Regions from separate parts of the Mus musculus genome. Here regions 1, 2, 4, 5 and 6 are each linked to region 3. Evidence: chromatin contacts called from public HiChIP or PLAC-seq and promoter capture Hi-C data. All regions are on one chromosome and are shown on one strand. The core of a region is the stretch at or near the end of the contact, and the rest is flanking DNA. Distances in the headings are between cores, read along the strand shown.

Region 1 (2,700 bases), core at 133-2,632, 780 kb after region 3:
TTTCGAGACAGGGTTTCTCTGTATAGCCCTGGCTGTCCTGGAGCTCACTTTGTAGACCAGGCTAGCCTCGAACTCAGAGATCCACCTGCCTCTGCCTCCCGAGTGCTGGGATTAAAGGCGTGCGCCACCACGCCCGGCTGTGTCTCCAACTTTTTCCTGTTAACTGTAAACACATCCACCACCATTAATTTACTACATCACACTTACTAAGAGGTGTAATATTATCTTCTTCCTTTGTCTCCACTTCCTCCCTCCACTCTTGCAGGGGCAGATTCACTGTAGCTGCACACATGATTCCTCTGAGTGAGTGGCCAACAACATGGATGGCAGCGGGGCAACGGGACAGTGGGCAGTAACATGTGGGGGAGACCATGAAACATCATGACAGCAGATGCTGCTGGGGTGTGTGTGTGTGTGTGTGTGTGTGCGCTCTCTCGCTGTCTTCCTCCTCAGGGTGGAGCCGAGTGGTGACGACATACCACCAGGGGACGGAAGCTTGTATGATCTGCTGAGAACTCATGAAGACATGTCAGAAGAGCAAGACCCTGGTTCTAGCCTTCACTGTCTACGGTGCTCTTAGTATTCAAAACAGGCTTTCTTGTCTCTAACAGAGTCTAAGGCGTGGTTTCACTTCTACCCCAGGGATGCAGACACTGGCCCAGTGTCAGAACAGCTCACCAACAGCTCCATCCAGGCATACACACACGCGTATCCGCCATGGGTGCCTCACAGCTCTAAAATAAACTGTAGTTCACTGACGGTACCTGTCTGCAAGGGGAGAGGAGAGGTTTCTTCCTAACAGCTGAGCACAGAGGTGAAGTGGATGTGAACAGAGCAGCCCCTGCTCCTCCCATGAAGGGATGCTGGGAACCCAGGAAAGAGGCAATTCAAAGGCACGGGGCTATCTGCCGACCTGCTGGAAGCCTAGCACTGCTTGTTTCACTGAACATGATGAATCTGGGCAATTGACAACCTGTTCCATCCATCAAGGACTCCTGATGGAAAAGTAAGAGGCGGGTAAGACTGGAACGAGACCCCTGACCCCTGCTCTGTAGGGTGCTCCTATGCCACCGAGGAGCCAAGCCAACCCAAGGAGCAAGTGTACAAACACCGAGAGACACTTACGCGGCATGATCCCTTGGCTCACCAGTTCCTCCCGGGTCCGCCGCTGCTGGAGCTTCAACTGCAGCACTGCATGGTGGCAAGAAGAGAAGACAGATGCAGGTTAGTCAGCCATTCCACCTCAGCAGACACATTCTCAAATGCAGCAAAGTCTAAAAGGTAGCCTATGGTATGAAAGGAGGATCCCAAACTGCAACTGTGGGTAACTGCAGAAGTGGCCTGACACAGCAGGGTTTCCGCATTCTGCTGTGGGCGGCAAGAGGAAGTTGCGAAGAGTCTTGCAGGGTGATAACAATCCACAAACTACCAGTCTTGCCTCTTGCTTAAACCTTACAGAACTCAGCCTTCCTCCTGGGACTGAGAAACACCAACCAGTTCTAAGCTCAAAGAAAGTCTAATGGGGCCAGCGCCCAGCACAAAGAGCTGTATAAGTTCTAAGTGTTTGCACATAGCATGTTGAACAAATGCACTCTGCACAGAGACCACAATCTAAAAAGTATGGCTACTTTCACACACACCACATTCCTCTAGACTACAAGGTATCTTGCCGTCCACATGCTTCTGTTTTCACACAGGGCTTTCTCTGCTGAGAGGAGACACCCAAGAGCTACGACTTAGTGTACATCGGGCTAGTGGAGACAGGTGTCGCTCCTAGCTCTGTTTGGCAACACTGCTCAATGAAACAACAGGGATCTTTATCAAATTAAACATCAACCATCTTTACAACTATACACTACTCAAAGGATCAACTAGCATAGCTGTGGTTACGATGCTAAGAAAATGTCTAGGGAGGGTTAGGAGGATCCCAGAGCCCACAGCAAGTCCCCTTCTGTCTAACAGGTTTCAACTGCAGGGCCCTGAAAGTCATATCTGAGGGTAACCTACAAATACTAGGAACAGTGGTGTACTAACACGGGCCTTTTCTACGCAGCGATTTTTAGAGGCACCCAAGGATGGGAGGACGCTGGCTGGGCTCTTGCCTACGCTTCAAGGTCACAGGAACAAGCAGAACTTCTCTTTCTCTCAAAATTATGATTTATGTTCCAAGTTCCTTTCCCTGTCCTGTTAGCAAGCTTGCTTGCCTCCTTCTGCTCTTATGTCACATCAGGCTGCAATGGGGACTTCCAGGCACGATTCCCTAGGGTGAGACACCCCAACGAGAATGTTAAATTTTACTCTTCCTTAAGTACCATGGACTTTCCCTCACCTTTAAAATTTCATTTTTGCTTGAAAATGTCCACTCTCTTTTTCTTTTTCTCTTCTTCTCTATATTCTCCACTATATTCAGAATTACGTTGGGTCACCTAAGCTACTTTACCTGAACAGTGATGTTGGGTGCTGTGCGTGGTTACCTCTGAATATCCCCCCTGCTAATTTACAAACTCCTATAAATTTAATTAAAAAAAAAAAAGTCTTATTAAGCCAAGCATGGTGGCTCATACCTATATTCTCCCAGCCTTTGGAGGCTGAGGCAAAGGACAGTTAAAATTTTCACATCAGCCTGGGGTTGCTACAAAGTAAAAGTCTGTCTCAAAAAAGAAAAAATGTTATTTGTATTTTATTATAGCAGGCATTTAA
Region 2 (2,853 bases), core at 342-2,841, 740 kb after region 3:
GCCACCATACCTGGCAAAACTTTTTTTTTTTTTAATAAAAATAAACTGTAATGAAAGGTTTTGTAAAGTAAAAAAATAAAAGCTTGGTGTTGCCAGTATGATGTATAATGGATTTAACCTTTCAGAGATGATTAGGTGTGCATGCCTTTAATTCCAGAACTTGGGAGGCAGAGGCAGGAGGATTTCTGTAAGTTCAAGGCTAGCCTGGTCTACAAAGTGAATTCCAGGACATAATATACAGAGAAACCCTGTCTCAAAGCAAAACTTTTGTGTATGAGTGTTTTTGCATGCGTGTATGTATGCCTGGTGCCCGAGGAGGTCAGCTGAAGACATTGGATCTCCTGGAACTGCAGTTGCAGATGGCTGTGAGCCACCATGTAGGTTTTAGAAGCATCTCTAGTGTCTATACTAGTTTCCTCCTTCCTTTTAGCCTTTCTCAGACTTTCCCAGCCCTGAGCCACTCTCACCAGTTTATCTGTTATCTGTAGCTTTCAGAGTCACCTCATCTCTTTACAGAAAAAAAAAGTGGTCTTTAGGCTCTTAGGTGCCACCAAAAATCAATGTTTTTGCCTATATTGGTTCAGCCTTTATGCTTCCTGGAAGATGTCTGGAGAAAGCCACTTGTGTGGCAGTAACTCTGCTGCCTTGTCAGGGATATATGTCCCTTCAGTCCATGTCAGGAGACCACAGGAAGTGAACGGTACCTCTGCACCTGCATACAGTGGCAACATTTGTGGGAAAATGTGGGATTGGTAAACTAGGAAGGGACACACAGCATCAGAACTGGCTCTCTTAAGCTTGTACATTTAATTGTTACAATTTCTTCTGAGCAACTCAGAAGTGGCTGCATCAATTAAGGTTTTCTAAGGTTTCTTTTAAAAAGACTACAAGAGGGCAGCCATAGACCAGGTATTTGTGGAGACTAACTGTTTAGGCTAGGTCTGTCAGTTCTGGGTGCTTTCAGGGAAATTTCCATAGCAACCAGAAGCTGAAAAACCTGCCTGCCCAGCTCAGCAGTGTCACATCTGGGAGACTTAAGGTCAACCCTAAGTATATGTGTCCTTAAGTGCAACATGAATGAAATAGCAATCGAGGCTCTCAGCCTGTAAAAATGTGTACACCATCTGATCGATTCTCAGTGCTTGCACCCACAACATCTCCTACCCTGGGCATGGCCTTTCAGTCTCCATTGATTTCTGGGCACCTGGAGATATTGTTCAGTCCTACCAGATTTTGCTTGATGGCTGTTCAGAATCTGTGGATTTCTTTGCTGTCTGAGAACAGAGGTCAAAAGCCTGTCTTCAGGGTGAGCAGGGTGAGGTGCCCTTGGCATCTGCTGTTGCTTCCTCCCACTCTTCCCCCCACTGCATCCTAGGCTCTGAGCTCACTGGCCCCTCCCTGCATCTGGATCCTCCCTCAGTGAAGTCAGGCCTTGATCTCTAGCCTGGCTTTGGCCCTTGCTCAGACCTCAGCTCTCAAAGGCTCTTTTGATACAGAATTAGTCCCATCTTACTTTGTCTCTTATCTAATTTTCTACTACACTGCAACAGCCTGACCTTATCCACGGTTGTGCTGCCTGGCTCTGTGCTCAGTCATTGTTTGCTGAGTGACAGTGAGTAGGAGGCTGGTGAGAGGGGAACTGCTGTTGAGAACTCTCTTCCAGCCCCTTCTGCCCTCCAGCAGATGTCGGTTCCTCCTCTTTAAACAACCTCTTTTCCTCCATGTTTTTGCTCCATATTTTATCTCCTCCTTTCCCTCTTCCTTTTTCTTTTTCTGACAGGGTCTTATTATGTAGCCATGGCTGGCCTGGAACTCATAAAGATCCACCTGCCTCTGTTGGGATTAAAGGCATGTACTACCCTGCCTAGTTGATTTCTCCTTTTTTTTTTTTGTTTTGTTTTTTTTTTTTTTTTTTTTTTTTTTTTTTTTATTTATTTATTATATGTAAGTACACTGTAGCTGTCTTCAGACGCACCAGAAGAGGGCATCAGATCTCATTACGGGTGGTTGTGAGCCACCATGTGGTTGCTGGGATTTGAACTTCGGACCTTCGGAAGAGCAGTCGGGTGCTCTTACCTACTGAGCCATCTCACCAGCCCCTTTTTGTTTTTTTTTGTTTTTTTTTGAGACAGGATTTCTCTGTGTAGCCCTGGCTGGAACTCACTCTGTAGACCAGGCTGGCCTCAAACTCAGAAATCCACCTGCCCCTGCCTTCTGAGTGCTGGGATTAAAGGCATGTGCCACCACTCCCAGCTGATTTCTCCATATTCTTGCTAACATTTTTTTAAAGAAAAAAATCAAAATTATGTATATGTGTCTTTGTATGTCTGTGTACATGTAAATGCCTTTGGGTCCAGAAGAAGTGATTGGATCGCCTGGAGCTGCAGTTACTGGCAGTTGTGAACTGCCTGATAGGAGTGCATTTAATTCAGGTCCTCTGAAAGAGGCTCGTAGCTGCTGAGCCATCGCTCCAGCCCCTCCTTTTTAAAAAATGTTTTCTGAGACAAGGTCTCATGTGGCCTAGGATTTGTCTTCATCCTCGTGCTGGGATTACAGGTGTACACTGCCACATTTAGTCACATGCAGTGTTGGGGACGCAGACTGAAGAGTTTGATGTGTGCGAGCGAGGAGAGCACTCTGGTGTTTGTTTGTGTGAGCCCTCATGGCTGTGGAGTAGCATGCCTTCACAGTTTAGATCTCCTTTGTGGTTGATGATAACCCAGTCACTTTCACCCGCTATTGGCCATTTCCCTCTCTTATTTGAGAAATGTATGTTCAAACATCTTTTAAATTTATTTTGTGTGTATGTCTGTCTCTGCATCACATATGTGCAGTGCCCTCAGAGGCTGGAAG
Region 3 (2,700 bases), core at 104-2,603:
GTTAGTTTAGAAGGGTAAACTGTTGACTGAGTGCTTCATTTCATAAATGTGTGTGTGTTGCGTGCCTTAGTGTATGTATGTGCACCCCAAGTGAGCGTCTGTGGAATCAGAAGAGGGTATCTAATCCCCAGACCTGGAGTTACAGTGGGCTGTGAGCAGCTTTGTGGGCTTCTGGGGGGCTCCAGGTCCTCTGGAAGAGCAAGCAGCAAGTGCTCTTAACCAGTGAGCCAGCCCTCTATCCCTGATGGGTCCTCCATCTTGCCTCTTGCTCATCTTACCCGTTAGCCTTCTTCCAAATTCTCAAGCCTTTCTGGCTAAAACCTTCTCAGATGCCTTAACGTTGCTTCCACCTTGGCTTGTTAGTTTGATTCTTCCTCGGAGCACTGCAGAGCCTTTCACCTCACAAGCCTCACTCACTTGGCAAAACCCTGCTTGTTAGTTTTGAGACTCTCTGATGGCTGGTCTACAGAGTAAGCGTGTGGCGCACGCCTTTAATCCTAGCACTTGGGAGGCAGAGGCAGGTAGATTTCTGAGTTCGAGGCCAGCCTGGTCTACAGAGTAAGTTCCAGGACAGCCAGGGCTATACTGAGAAACTCTGTATCAAAAAGCCAAATAAATAAATAAATAAATAATTAAGAGAGACTCTCTGATGTTTCTCTCCCCACCACGGCTAGAGCTCACAAGCGCCTGGGTCTTGCGTTTCATCTGCCTTCACGATTAGGTCTTGCCCTGAACTCACCACGGAAAGACACAGAACTTCTGATTCTCCTGCCTCCACCTCTCAAGTGCAGGGATGACAGATGTGTGTCACCACTCCCAGGCTTTTCCCTCTTTCTCTCATCCTGTTAACTGCCACATAGCAGACAGCGGCAGACCTGGGAATTAGATTGCTTGGGTTCGAAACCTGTCCCCCACGATTTGAACATTCATTTTGCCTTTTCCTTGTGGAGTCTCGGGGAACGTTTGGAACTCCCGACTCGAAGGCGCTGCCCCCAATTCTAAGAAGCGCTCACAGTCTTTCTCAACTCACCTAGAGCGGACTTAGGCGCCTTTCCCTTCGCTGAGTTCCGCAGTTTCAGAGCCTGGGAGGCCTTGGCCCGCGCCCTCCGGGTCCGCTTCGCCGGAGTCCCGCTAGCCTGGACCTGGCCCGGGACCGCACGGGGAGCTACGGGGAAAGGCAGCGAAGGACCGAGTTGAAGGGCGCGCTCTCCCTCCCCACCCGCCCGGCTGGCTCTCCTACACAGCGCGACTGTCGCAGGACCTGCTCTCCTCACCCTCGGACGCCGCCAGAAGCTCCAAACCGCGCCGCACTAACGCCGCCGACATGTTTCCGAGCCCCGCCCACACGCGGCGAGCTACTTCCGCCCTGGCGGTGTTCGCTCCTCGGCAGAAACTGGAGCAGGAGCTCAGGGTTCCGCAGCGAGCGGAAGTGCTGCCTTAGAACGCAGGCTCAATGGCTTTCCTATAGCCCCGGAGGAGCGGGGAGCTAGGGGCGTGTCCAAAGCGCAGAAGCCACAGTTGTTCAATTTCTAAGCAACAGGTCTCTGGTGATCCAGGCTGTGTGGGCGGGCAGACTCGACTTCTAGCCTTACTGGTCAATTCTGTCCAGGGGCCAAGTGTGGAATAGACTGAGTTCCTGCAAAAGAAGTGATTCTTTCTACTTTCTTTTTAGACAAGGATACATCTAGCCTAGGCTGTCCTTGAACTCGATTGTAGCTGAGGATGACTTTGAACTCCTGATCCTTCTCTCTCTGCCGCCCAAGGGCCGGATTTACAGACCTAAGCCACTTTGCCGGGCTTAGACAGTTTTCATGACCTTCAAAGCATTACACCGGTCCCGTGCACTGTGAGAATCTGTGTGAGAATCAGTAAAGCCAAGGAGGTTAGGTGTCGTACTTTGTAGTCCCAATACTTGGGAGATTGAACAGAGATTGTTGCTCTGAGTTCCAGGCTAACTTGGGCTACATAGCAAGACTCTGTCTCAAACAAACAAACAAACAAACAAACAAACAAACCAAACCAAAACTAACAAAAGGAAAAAACCAAACAAAAGACCAAAAAAAAAAAAAAACCCCAACAAAGAAATAGATTTGCAAACATGCAAAATAAAGTGCTTTGTTTTGAAAAATACAGCTATTTGCTGCAAAATACTGTTTATGTTATTAAGCAATGAGTTGGTTGTCAGGCGAAACAGTAAATACTGCTGGGCACAGTGATACCAGAACACTTAGAATACCAGCACCTGGGAAGCCGAGGCAGGAGAGTGGCAAGTTTCAGGTCAGTTTATATCACATAGCTACACTCCAAATTCTAGACCAGTCTGGGTTACAGATTAATAAGAAGAGCTAGGATGTATTAATAGCTTGGCGGTAGAATGCTTGGATTTAATCCCTAGTATTGAAAAAAAAAAGGTCAGTTTTTAGTCTGATAGATCAATAAATATTACAATCAATATTACACATAGATGTAAATATTCTATCGATAAATATTACACATAAATGTTCTCTGGTTACATGAGTTCCCCCCCCCCCCTCTCAAGACAGGGTTTCTCTGTGCAGCCCTGACTGTCCTGGAACTCACTCTGTAGACCAGGCTGGCTTTGAACTCAGAAATCAGCCTGCCTCTGCCTCCCAAGTGCTGGGATTAAAAGCGTGTGCCACCACCACCTGGCTTCGTTTTTGTTTTTAATTTAAGTATACA
Region 4 (2,876 bases), core at 77-2,576, 760 kb after region 3:
GCCAAGGTTTTATAGTAGAAACCTAGAGTAGAGCTACAAGGTGAGGGCTGACCCCAAAGCTGTGCTAGACTGGAAGGAAACGCAGTTGGCTGGTGCTGACGGTGTACTCTGCAGGTCGGGGGTGGGGGGTGGGGGTGAGGAGGGAGCCTTACCCTGGCCCGCTCCAGGCTTCTTCTCTGCTCATGAAATGCAGCGGGGCTTTTCAAAGCTGTTGAGAAAAGAACCATAAAAGAATTACATTTAGAGACTGAGGCTAGCTCTGTGCTGGAGTGCCTGCATGGCACAGGCAAGCCCCTGGGCTCAGTCCCAGAACCAAAACCCCAAACAGCAGCAGAACCCACCTCCTAGTGACACTCCATGTACAGCACTACCACTGCAGGCGAGAAATGCCACCTGGCACCCAACAAGCATGTGTCTTTATGGCTGGTCACTCTGAGACCCCTGGGGACAGCAGGACCTCTTGACCTTTGGCTCAGTGCTACACCATTCTCCATCCCACCAGTTAGCTCCATGACTGCCTGGCTTGGGCAGATCTGTGAGCTGCACCCACCACACTTTTTCTGTCTTATTAGAAATTGCAGTGGCCACATAGGGAGGTGAAAGCAGAGGCCCGACCCCTCACAGGGCAGCATCTTTGCTCAGCCGGGACTAACGGCTTGGTTAGAATGACTCTCAGGTTTATCTTTGAGAACTATGAAAATTTCAGTCATTGTTGGCTGACCCTCGTGAAAGCTGGGTCCCATTCTGGGGTCTGCTGAGCTTCTGTCACTAATGGTAAGCCCGGCCACAGCTCCTCTGCAAATGCAGCATGAGCACTCCAAGTCTCTTGTAAGGCGACACATGACAACTTAAGACGCCGGGGAGGACAGGGGGCGTGTGGCTCCCTTCGCTAGGGAGCAATGGCAGTAGGTGAGAAGCATGTGAGGCTGTGGTCGGTTTCAGTTCTGCTGCCCAAGGCTGCAGACAGTGTGAGACTGTGTGCAAAGATAACCTTCCAGGCCTGTGGTGGGAGCCACTAAAAGTAGCAAGACACAGATAGGACCTATCCTGCCTGGCCTCTGTGCTTCCGCCCCTCCATTCCCAGGGGTGGGCCTCCTGGGAGCATGCTCAGAGGAGCTTCACCATCCTGGCAGCAGTTTTGTTTAGATTAAAGACAATGTTAAAAATAGTAATAATAGGAGAGAAAACGGTAAGGCCATGTGAGCCCTTCCATTTTCTGACAGCAGGGGGAGCTCTAGACTCAGCAGACACCCTCAAGACAAACCAGTACAGGTTCTCTCCTCAACCTGCACAGCTAGAGAACCCATTCAGGGAACCGCCCAGGCTGCCCCAAGGGAAGGAAGCCCGCCCTCATTCCTGGTTCCACTGTGCAAGAATGCACTGGACCAAAGTTGGCTTTCAGGGCCTGGAAGCAGGAGTGTGGTCTGAGAGTGACAGGCTAGCACCACTCCCTCCCACAACGCTGGGACAACAAGCCCACAGGAGCATGCCCCATCTCTCTCACACAACACAGGAGCATGCCACATCTCTCTCTCTCTCTCTCTCACACAACACAGGAGCATGCCACATCTCTCTCTCTCACAACACAGGAGCATGCCACATCTCTCTCTCTCACATAACACAGGAGCATGCCACATCTCTCTCTCTCACACAACACAGGAGCATGCCACATCTCTCTCCTTCTCACAACACAGGAGCATGCCACATCTCTCTCTCACACAACACAAGAGCATGCCACATCTCTCTCTCTCTCACAACACAGGAGTATGCCACATCTCTCTCTCACACAACAGAGCCGCCCTATAGTCACTCATTCAGTAAGCTGCTATCGGGTGTCTGTAAGAGGGTTCTATGTGGTCAGCAAGAGGGCTCTGTACTATAGCTTGAAACCTCAGGTTAACTGTCAGGTCCTAGAGTTCAGATTCAGAGTTAGAAACCTGGAAAAGTTCCTGTGTTGAAGGATCTGAGTCCCATTACAGGGTCCTAACAACTCTTGGGACAATTCAGCTTATGACTACTTTTTTGGAGACTGAGACTCTGCCCACCTCCTGGAACAAAGACTCCCATCACTGGGGCTAGAGAGATGGCTCAGCAGTTACTTCAGGCAGCTCGTGATAGTCGATCACCCCAGCTTCAGGGGACCCAATGTCCCTGCTACTAGCTTCTGAGGCATCTACATGCATGTACACGCATCTACACACACAAACTCCCTCTCCCTTTCTCTCCCTTATTAATTAATTTTTCCAAACAGGGTTTCTCTGTTTAGCCATGGCCACACTGGGAATAGCTCTGTAGTCCAGGCTGGCCTTGAACTCAGAGATCTACTTGGCTTTGCCTCCCAAGTGCTGCAATTAAAGGTGTGCGCCACCACTGCCCAGCCAACTCTATTTTGAAAGAATCAGGCTGAGTGCGGTGATGCACACCTTTTATCCCAGCACTCGGGAGGCAGAGGCAGGAGGGTCTCTACGAGTTCTAGGGCAGCTTGGTCTACAATGAGTTCCAGGATAGTCAAGGTTATGTAGAGAGACCCTGCCAACATACTAATAAATAAGAACAAAACCCAAAAAGCACGCACCCACTGTCTCATGGGATGCACTGCTGCCACAAGCGCGGCTTAGCCAAGTCACTAGCTTATTCTCTCGGGCTGGCTGGGCCTGGCTGCAGACACAGATGATTGTCTAAGCCCTGGCTACCTGAACATCCTATCCTTGCAACCCCAGGGGTAATGACAAACCCGGCTTCCGGAAGCATGTCTCACAGCACAGACAGCCTGACACAGGGGTGGTTCATCTTTATGTACCAATGACAGCTGCCACCACTGCATGACGGTGAGAGGTCAAAGGGCCATGGTGGATACAGATTCTGAACCCACTGAC
Region 5 (2,700 bases), core at 173-2,672, 950 kb after region 3:
TTTACTTATGTATACAGGTTTCTTGCTGCACGCATGCTTGCAGGCCAGAAGAGGGCACCGGATCTCATTACAGATGGTTGTGAGCCACCATGTGGTTGCTGGGAACTGAACTCAGGACCTCTGGAAGTGCAGCCAGTGCTCTTAACCGCTGAACCATCTCTCCAGCCCCGGTTCTGGCGTTTTGAGATAGGGTGTCACCAAGGATCTCTGGCTTGCCTGGACTTTGATGTGTAGACCCACCTGGCTTCTGGCTTATGACAATCCTTTTTCAGTCTCCCAGGTCCTAGGAATACAAGCATGCGCCACCATATCTGGCTTGTGAGATTTCCTACTGAAGTATATTAGAGTTCAACAGTATACATATGCTATGTAAGAATCACTTTAAGTGAGAAGAAGGCCATTATTTTAAACTTCATTTGGAGAGACTTTCTTACTATTGTTCCCTGAGTTTATGAGTGCCATTAAATAGTGCATTAAATAGAAGGCACAGAGAGATTACAAACATAAAGACCAGGGAAAATACAGAGAAAGAAGAAGATGAAATCCAGGGGTCCAGCAAGGTGAAGGACAGCTGGGATGCTGGGATTCTGGGATGCTGTGTGTTGGCCTGTGGCACTCTAGACAATATCCTTAGTGCTCTTCCTGGCTCTTAGCACCAGTTTGCAGAGCAGAACACCTTTCATGTCTCTGATCCTCAGGATGATGGTTCCTGGCACAGACAAGCCTCCTGCTGGCATTCAAGCTTCTCTAGTCTACTCCTTCCTGTTTTGGAACCCGCCTCCTCCTTGTCCCCCGCCCCCTCCCCACCCCCCAGATTTATCTTTTGAAATTTCCATACATGGAACAATGTATCTTGATCATCTCCATTCCCTGGTCTCCACTCCCTTGCCTTTCCCTTTCTCTTCCCTTTTCCCACAGGGTCCCTCGGTGATGGTAAAGTAGGTCAGACCCAGCCTCACCAGCGCTCAATCTGTGGACAACGGGAACACACCAAGCCCGTAAGTGAGTAAGCTGAGCACATGTGCTGTTTTTCACTCGTTCAGAAAACCATTTTTTATTTTAATAAGAGTAAAAACCACATGAAACAAATGTCACACATAATGAGTTCTCAAGAAGCAAATCCCCTTGTAATTACCTTGAAAGTTTCCAGGTCAAGAGATGGAACTCAGCCAATCTCCCAGCAGCCTTCCTGCCTCCCCAGAGGAAGCTCTTACCCGTGGTTTGGTTTGCTTGCTTTCAGTTCTGCTATTTTGGAGACAGGATCTCAGGTAGCCCAGGCCGGGCTCGGACTCCCTATATGGCAAGAGACGGTGTCTTAGCTATGTTCCTGTTGCTGTGTTCTGTGTTGTGTGTTCCTGACAAAGGCAATGTAAGGGAGAAAGGCTTTATTCTGACTTACAAGCTCGAGGCATTACAATGTAGACGAGAAGGAAACCGGCTTCCTGCCACTTAGCTACCTTGCTATATTTTATAGAGTGGAGGATCCCCAGCCTAGAGGACCATCCCACCTACAATTAACATGCATCATCCCACATTATTAGCATAATCAAGATAAGTCCCCACAGGTAGGCTTAGAGTCCTTTCTCCCAGGTAATGTGGATAATGCTAACCTTAATGTGTGGCCTTGAACCCTGAGTGTGTCTGTGTGTGTCTGCCTGTGCTTATGAGCACATGTGGTGTGTATTTGTGGTGTGTTATGTAGTGTCTGAGTGGTGTATGTGTATATGTATGGTTTAGTGTGTGTGTGTGTGTGGTATGTGTATGTATGTGGTGTTTGTGTGTGGTATGTACGTATGTATGTGGTGTATATGTGTGGTGTGTGTGTGGTATAGGGTATATGGTATGTGTATTTGTGGTGTATGTAGTGTGTTTATATGTGAGCACATGTGTTTGTTATGTATTTGGTGTGTGTGTATGTGTGTGGTGTGTGTATGAGGGGTGTGCATGTGTTTGTAATATGTGTTGTATAGGCAGTGTTAATGTGTTATGTATGTGGTATATGTGTGTGGTGTGTGTATGAGCTATGTGTATGTGCTATGTAGGTATGTGGTATGTACATATGGTATGTGTATTGATGTATGTAGTGTGTATTTGGGTGTGAGGTAGTTATGTATATATGTGGTATATATATAGTGTGTGCACATGTGTACGGTGAGTGGTATATGTCCCTATGTATGTGTCCATGCCTGTGGAGGCCTGCAGTTGATACTGGGTGTCTTCCTCAACCCCTCTCTGCTTTATTCTCTTGCTGTGATTCTCATTAGCCATTTTGCCTCAGAAATTCCCATCCACCCCTCCCGTGTGCTGAGGGAGAGCTGCACAGCTGCCCTGCTTTATGGGGGTGCTGGGGACCTGGATGTCGGTCCTCATGGTTGCTCCTCAAACATTGCATCATTGAGCCGTCTCCCTACCTCGCTTGAACTCTTTTTTTTTTTTTTGGTTTTTCGAGACAGGGTTTCTCTCTATAGCTCTGGCTGTCCTGGAACTCACTTTGTAGACCAGGCTGGCCTCGAACTCAGAAATCTGCCTGCCTCTGCCTCCCTAATGCTGGGATTAAAGGCCTGCCCAGCTCACTTGAACTCTTGGCCCTCCGCCTTCACCTCTGCAGTGCTGAGGTACACGCCGCCATGCTTGGCCCCAACCTTCCTTCTAGCAAACTCACTTCCTTGAATGTCTTTATCACTGAAATCTGGGATATAG
Region 6 (2,855 bases), core at 6-2,505, 760 kb before region 3:
TCCACAGATGTGCTGGCAGAGGCTCAAGGAGCATAACTTGCCCAGTGTCTCAACTAGCTGGTCTCATTTCTGAAGCCTGGACCAAGGGATATACGAGCCTTGATGCCCAGTATGGAAAACTTCAGAAAGAGACCCTTCTTCCATAGGAGGGCAGAGCAGAATGTTCCAGGCTCAGTCCTCCCGCTCCACTTGCCCTAACTGTCCTGTTTCTCCACTTGCTCCCCTCAGAAGCCAAGTCAAGGCTACACATGGCTCTGGACTCCTAGCAGTCCTGCAAGGTGCAGGGATGGATGGGAGTGGGGGTGGAGTGAATATTGGATCCCTGGATCCAGCCCTTCTCTGTCCAGGGCTAGACACCTCGTCTGGTCCCTAGGTCCTTCAGCCTACTACTTGGAGCTCTCCCCCTCTTGAGGCCCTCCCTGTTAGGGCAGCCCAGCCACCCTGTGTGGTGCCTAGAGGGCACTGCTGCCTGCCAAGCTGGTCTACAGCTCCCTGCCCTGAAGTCTGAGTCCCCTTGCATAGTTTGTGGGGGAGGGGGGGGCAGTAGTAGGCTGACCTGGTTAGTGGGCATTCTGCAGGTGGTGGTGAAGTTCTCCTTGCTTAGAGCCCACGGCATGACTCTTTGCTGTTTCCCCTTTGCAGAAGAAAAAGCATCTTTGCCCCTCTCTCTACAGCCTTAGTTTCCACCACTCTAATCCCCGAAATGCTCCATTTACTGTTACCTCATTCCTTCAGCTACTACCGGCTCACCTACCCTGGGGTTATCTGGCACAAGGCAGGTGCTTAACACAGCAGAAGGGAGATTTCTGTCATACTCCGAACCATTCACGGAGACTGCAGGTGGGTGGTGGGAAGCTGAGACGCCCCCTTCCCACCTTGCTGCAAGTCACCTGCCTCGCAGCTCCTGGCATGGAGGTGGGCGGGGGCAGAGAAGGGCCGTCGCCAGGGCAGGAGGTCAAATCTCTGTCATCCATCTCCCTTCTATTGCCAGCCACAACCCACAGGAGACGCTCTGATGGCCAAATAAACGGAGCGCGCCAGCTTGGGGGAAGTCACAGGTCCACACTGGGACCCTTCAGGAATCGGGTCTGATGGATAAGTGCAGGACGGGTATGGCCAGAGCGGCAGGACAAACAACTCTCTGAGCTAGACAGACATTGGGACGGACAGACGGACGAAGAGTACTCGCGATGGACGAGCCCGAGCTTACCCCGGGGCGTAAGGTCCGAGGAGGGTCTGGGCGGCGAGTGTCCGCTACATCCCCCGGCGCAGTCCGGCGGGCGGAGTCCGGGGCGCCGGGCTTGGGACGCGGGCGCCGCCTGCCCGCGATGTCGCCACTGACCCAGGCGGCCTCTGTGGGTCTCGGGGTCTCCGCGCTGTCCCGCGCCGCTCCCTGCGTAACTTTCAGCGTTGCCCCGCGTCAAGAGCTGGGCGCCGCCCGGGCGGCAGCATCGTGGAGCCCGGGCTCGGGTCGAGGGGTCCAGGGGCCCAAGGCGCCCCACTGCCCGCTGTTACCCACAGCCCCACGACCCTCTCGTTGTTCAGTTCTGGGGTCTCCTGGCTCTGTGGCCACCTCGCGCCTGCCACAAGGTCCCCGCCGCTGTGCCCCGGTGCCGCCTCTCCTCCCGCGGGGCCGTGGCACCTGGTCGCCGCGCTCCGGCCCCTGCCCGGGCTCAGCCTCGCCCCGCGCCGCCTCCTCGGCCGGCTGTGTCCTTCTCTGTCTGCGTCCCTCCCACTCCCGCCGCCGCCCCCTCCGTCTGGGACCCGGTCCCCGCCGCGTCCCCGGCTCGCCCGGGAGCCTGAGCTCCCGCCGCCCGCGGCGCGCCGAGAACTCCCAACTCGCAGCACGCGCCCCGCTTCGGAGACTTTCGCCCCTCCTCACACGTGACCCGCGCCCCGCTGCGGAGGCAGCGCGCCCCGGCTGCCAGCCCCAGGCGGACCCCACCCCGGCCCTCCTGGTGCGTCTGACCCACGCGGGCAGGCCACTAGCGCCCGGGACCCAGGACTCCAGCAGGAGTCGGGGGTCGGGGACGGGGGGGGGGGGGGGGGGAAGGCTGCGCCGTCCGGTTCTCGCGCGGATCCTGCCCGGGTTTTCCTCCTCGCCCCGCCGCACTCCTACTGGAGGATCCGTTCCAAGGAGGATCCACTCCCGGATTTGCGAGGCCCCTGGGGACAGGTGGGGAGGGTTCTCCGAGCCCAGAGGAGGGTAGGTGGGAACCAGTCCTGTGGGGGTCCCGGTGGCCCTGACCCTCTCCTGGGTGGTCTGCATCCTCTCCCGAAGCTCTAGCAGCTAAGGGCCCTAAGCACCCCCACTTCAGGAGACAGAGGTCGTTCTTTTGGAAGAACCCTAATAGTGGCACAGTCTATCAGTAAGGCTTCAGTTCACAAAGGAGAAACTGAGGACCCACAGACGTCCAAAAGTTCGCAAAAGGCCACCCAGTGGAGTGGAAGTCAACAAACCCTAGTCCCTGTTTTCTTCTCATCTTACTAATCTGTCTTTCCTTTTTTATTTATGTCTATGTGTGCAGATGCCTGTGTGTGTCCGTATGTGCACCATGCATGTACAGATGCCCATGTGCGTGCATGTGTGCTACATGTGGGCAGGAGCCTGTGAAAGCCAGAAGAAGTTGTCAGGTTCCGTGCAACTAGAATTATAGGCAGCTGTGAAGTGACATGTGGGCGCTGGGAACTGAACTTGGGTACTCTGCCAGAGCAGCAAACCTCTTAAAGATGGAGGCATCTCACCAGCACTATAAGAGAAGGTCCAGACCTTCCTCCCCCAATCCCCCAGAGAGCTCAGGTCTGGGTCCCACACTCTTGGAAGCACCTCCCAGTTCCTGCCGAGCCAGCCACGT

What was found. Promoter capture Hi-C pulls out the DNA fragments that hold promoters and counts their contacts. HiChIP or PLAC-seq counts read pairs in DNA pulled down with a chosen protein or histone mark.
Region 1: a promoter capture Hi-C map of pre-B cells shows a contact between it and region 3, with 8 times the contacts expected there. The contact joins the enhancer-like site here to the promoter of Rps19bp1 in region 3. A contact is called at or near these places in 5 of 39 promoter capture datasets (the C10 cell line, the HPC-7 cell line, hippocampal neurons and 2 more), 1 of 15 datasets of contacts at CTCF or cohesin (large pre-B cells), 5 of 484 Hi-C or Micro-C datasets (B cells, CD4 T cells, nephron progenitors and 2 more), 8 of 115 datasets of contacts at active chromatin or transcription factors (the 230-238 cell line, T-cell acute lymphoblastic leukemia, acute myeloid leukemia and 5 more) and 3 of 9 other capture datasets (adipose tissue, embryonic stem cells and liver).
Region 2: a contact with region 3 is called in an HNF4G HiChIP or PLAC-seq map of pancreatic cancer cells. The contact joins the enhancer-like site here to the promoter of Rps19bp1 in region 3. A contact is called at or near these places in 4 of 39 promoter capture datasets (embryonic stem cells, hippocampal neurons and pre-B cells), 2 of 15 datasets of contacts at CTCF or cohesin (embryonic stem cells and large pre-B cells), 3 of 484 Hi-C or Micro-C datasets (bone marrow-derived macrophages, cortical neurons and embryonic fibroblasts), 9 of 115 datasets of contacts at active chromatin or transcription factors (SST interneurons, acute myeloid leukemia, embryonic forebrain and 5 more) and 2 of 9 other capture datasets (embryonic stem cells and pancreatic islet).
Region 4: a promoter capture Hi-C map of hippocampal neurons shows a contact between it and region 3, with 4 times the contacts expected there. The contact joins the enhancer-like site here to the promoter of Rps19bp1 in region 3. A contact is called at or near these places in 6 of 39 promoter capture datasets (the 3T3-L1 cell line, the C10 cell line, embryonic stem cells and 2 more), 1 of 15 datasets of contacts at CTCF or cohesin (large pre-B cells) and 5 of 115 datasets of contacts at active chromatin or transcription factors (SST interneurons, T-cell acute lymphoblastic leukemia, cardiomyocytes and 2 more).
Region 5: a contact with region 3 is called in a promoter capture Hi-C map of pre-B cells, with 5 times the contacts expected there. The contact joins the enhancer-like site here to the promoter of Rps19bp1 in region 3. A contact is called at or near these places in 6 of 39 promoter capture datasets (the 3T3-L1 cell line, the C10 cell line, embryonic stem cells and 2 more), 5 of 484 Hi-C or Micro-C datasets (the G1E-ER4 cell line, cerebellum, cerebral cortex and 1 more) and 3 of 115 datasets of contacts at active chromatin or transcription factors (bone marrow-derived macrophages, embryonic stem cells and large pre-B cells).
Region 6: a contact with region 3 is called in an HNF4G HiChIP or PLAC-seq map of pancreatic cancer cells. The contact joins the promoter of Kcnj4 here to the promoter of Rps19bp1 in region 3. A contact is called at or near these places in 1 of 39 promoter capture datasets (liver) and 1 of 115 datasets of contacts at active chromatin or transcription factors (pancreatic cancer cells).

Annotation. Positions count from the first base shown.
Region 1 is chr15:81,044,164-81,046,863 of GRCm38.p6, forward strand. Mrtfa (myocardin related transcription factor A) reads right to left here. Exons shown (of 14, transcript NM_001082536.2): 3 at 1,126-1,191. Among named protein-coding and RNA genes, the nearest start is that of Sgsm3, 68 kb to the left of the region's middle. Within about 2 kb of position 1,383, at least 134 of the 459 cell types and tissues checked have an H3K27ac peak or open chromatin away from gene starts, as enhancers often do. A contact at or near this core is called in the 230-238 cell line, B cells, the HPC-7 cell line and 9 more, where this site is marked.
Region 2 is chr15:80,999,115-81,001,967 of GRCm38.p6, forward strand. The region is part of intron 1 of Sgsm3 (small G protein signaling modulator 3); the gene reads left to right. Among named protein-coding and RNA genes, the nearest start is that of Sgsm3, 23 kb to the left of the region's middle. Within about 2 kb of position 1,592, at least 57 of the 459 cell types and tissues checked have an H3K27ac peak or open chromatin away from gene starts, as enhancers often do. A contact at or near this core is called in bone marrow-derived macrophages, hippocampal neurons, pancreatic cancer cells and 1 more, where this site is marked.
Region 3 is chr15:80,262,953-80,265,652 of GRCm38.p6, forward strand. Rps19bp1 (ribosomal protein S19 binding protein 1) reads right to left here and starts at 1,354. Exons shown (of 4, transcript NM_175109.3): 1 at 1,275-1,354; 2 at 1,031-1,165. The coding sequence starts at 1,326.
Region 4 is chr15:81,026,510-81,029,385 of GRCm38.p6, forward strand. It overlaps Mrtfa (myocardin related transcription factor A), which reads right to left. Exons shown (of 14, transcript NM_001082536.2): 4 at 153-208. Among named protein-coding and RNA genes, the nearest start is that of Sgsm3, 50 kb to the left of the region's middle. Within about 2 kb of position 1,327, at least 125 of the 459 cell types and tissues checked have an H3K27ac peak or open chromatin away from gene starts, as enhancers often do. A contact at or near this core is called in SST interneurons and pro-B cells, where this site is marked.
Region 5 is chr15:81,209,494-81,212,193 of GRCm38.p6, forward strand. No RefSeq gene overlaps it. Among named protein-coding and RNA genes, the nearest start is that of Gm31608, 6.3 kb to the right of the region's middle. Within about 2 kb of position 1,423, at least 43 of the 459 cell types and tissues checked have an H3K27ac peak or open chromatin away from gene starts, as enhancers often do. A contact at or near this core is called in pre-B cells, where this site is marked.
Region 6 is chr15:79,503,986-79,506,840 of GRCm38.p6, forward strand. Kcnj4 (potassium inwardly-rectifying channel, subfamily J, member 4) reads right to left here and starts at 1,256. Exons shown (of 2, transcript NM_008427.5): 1 at 1,211-1,256.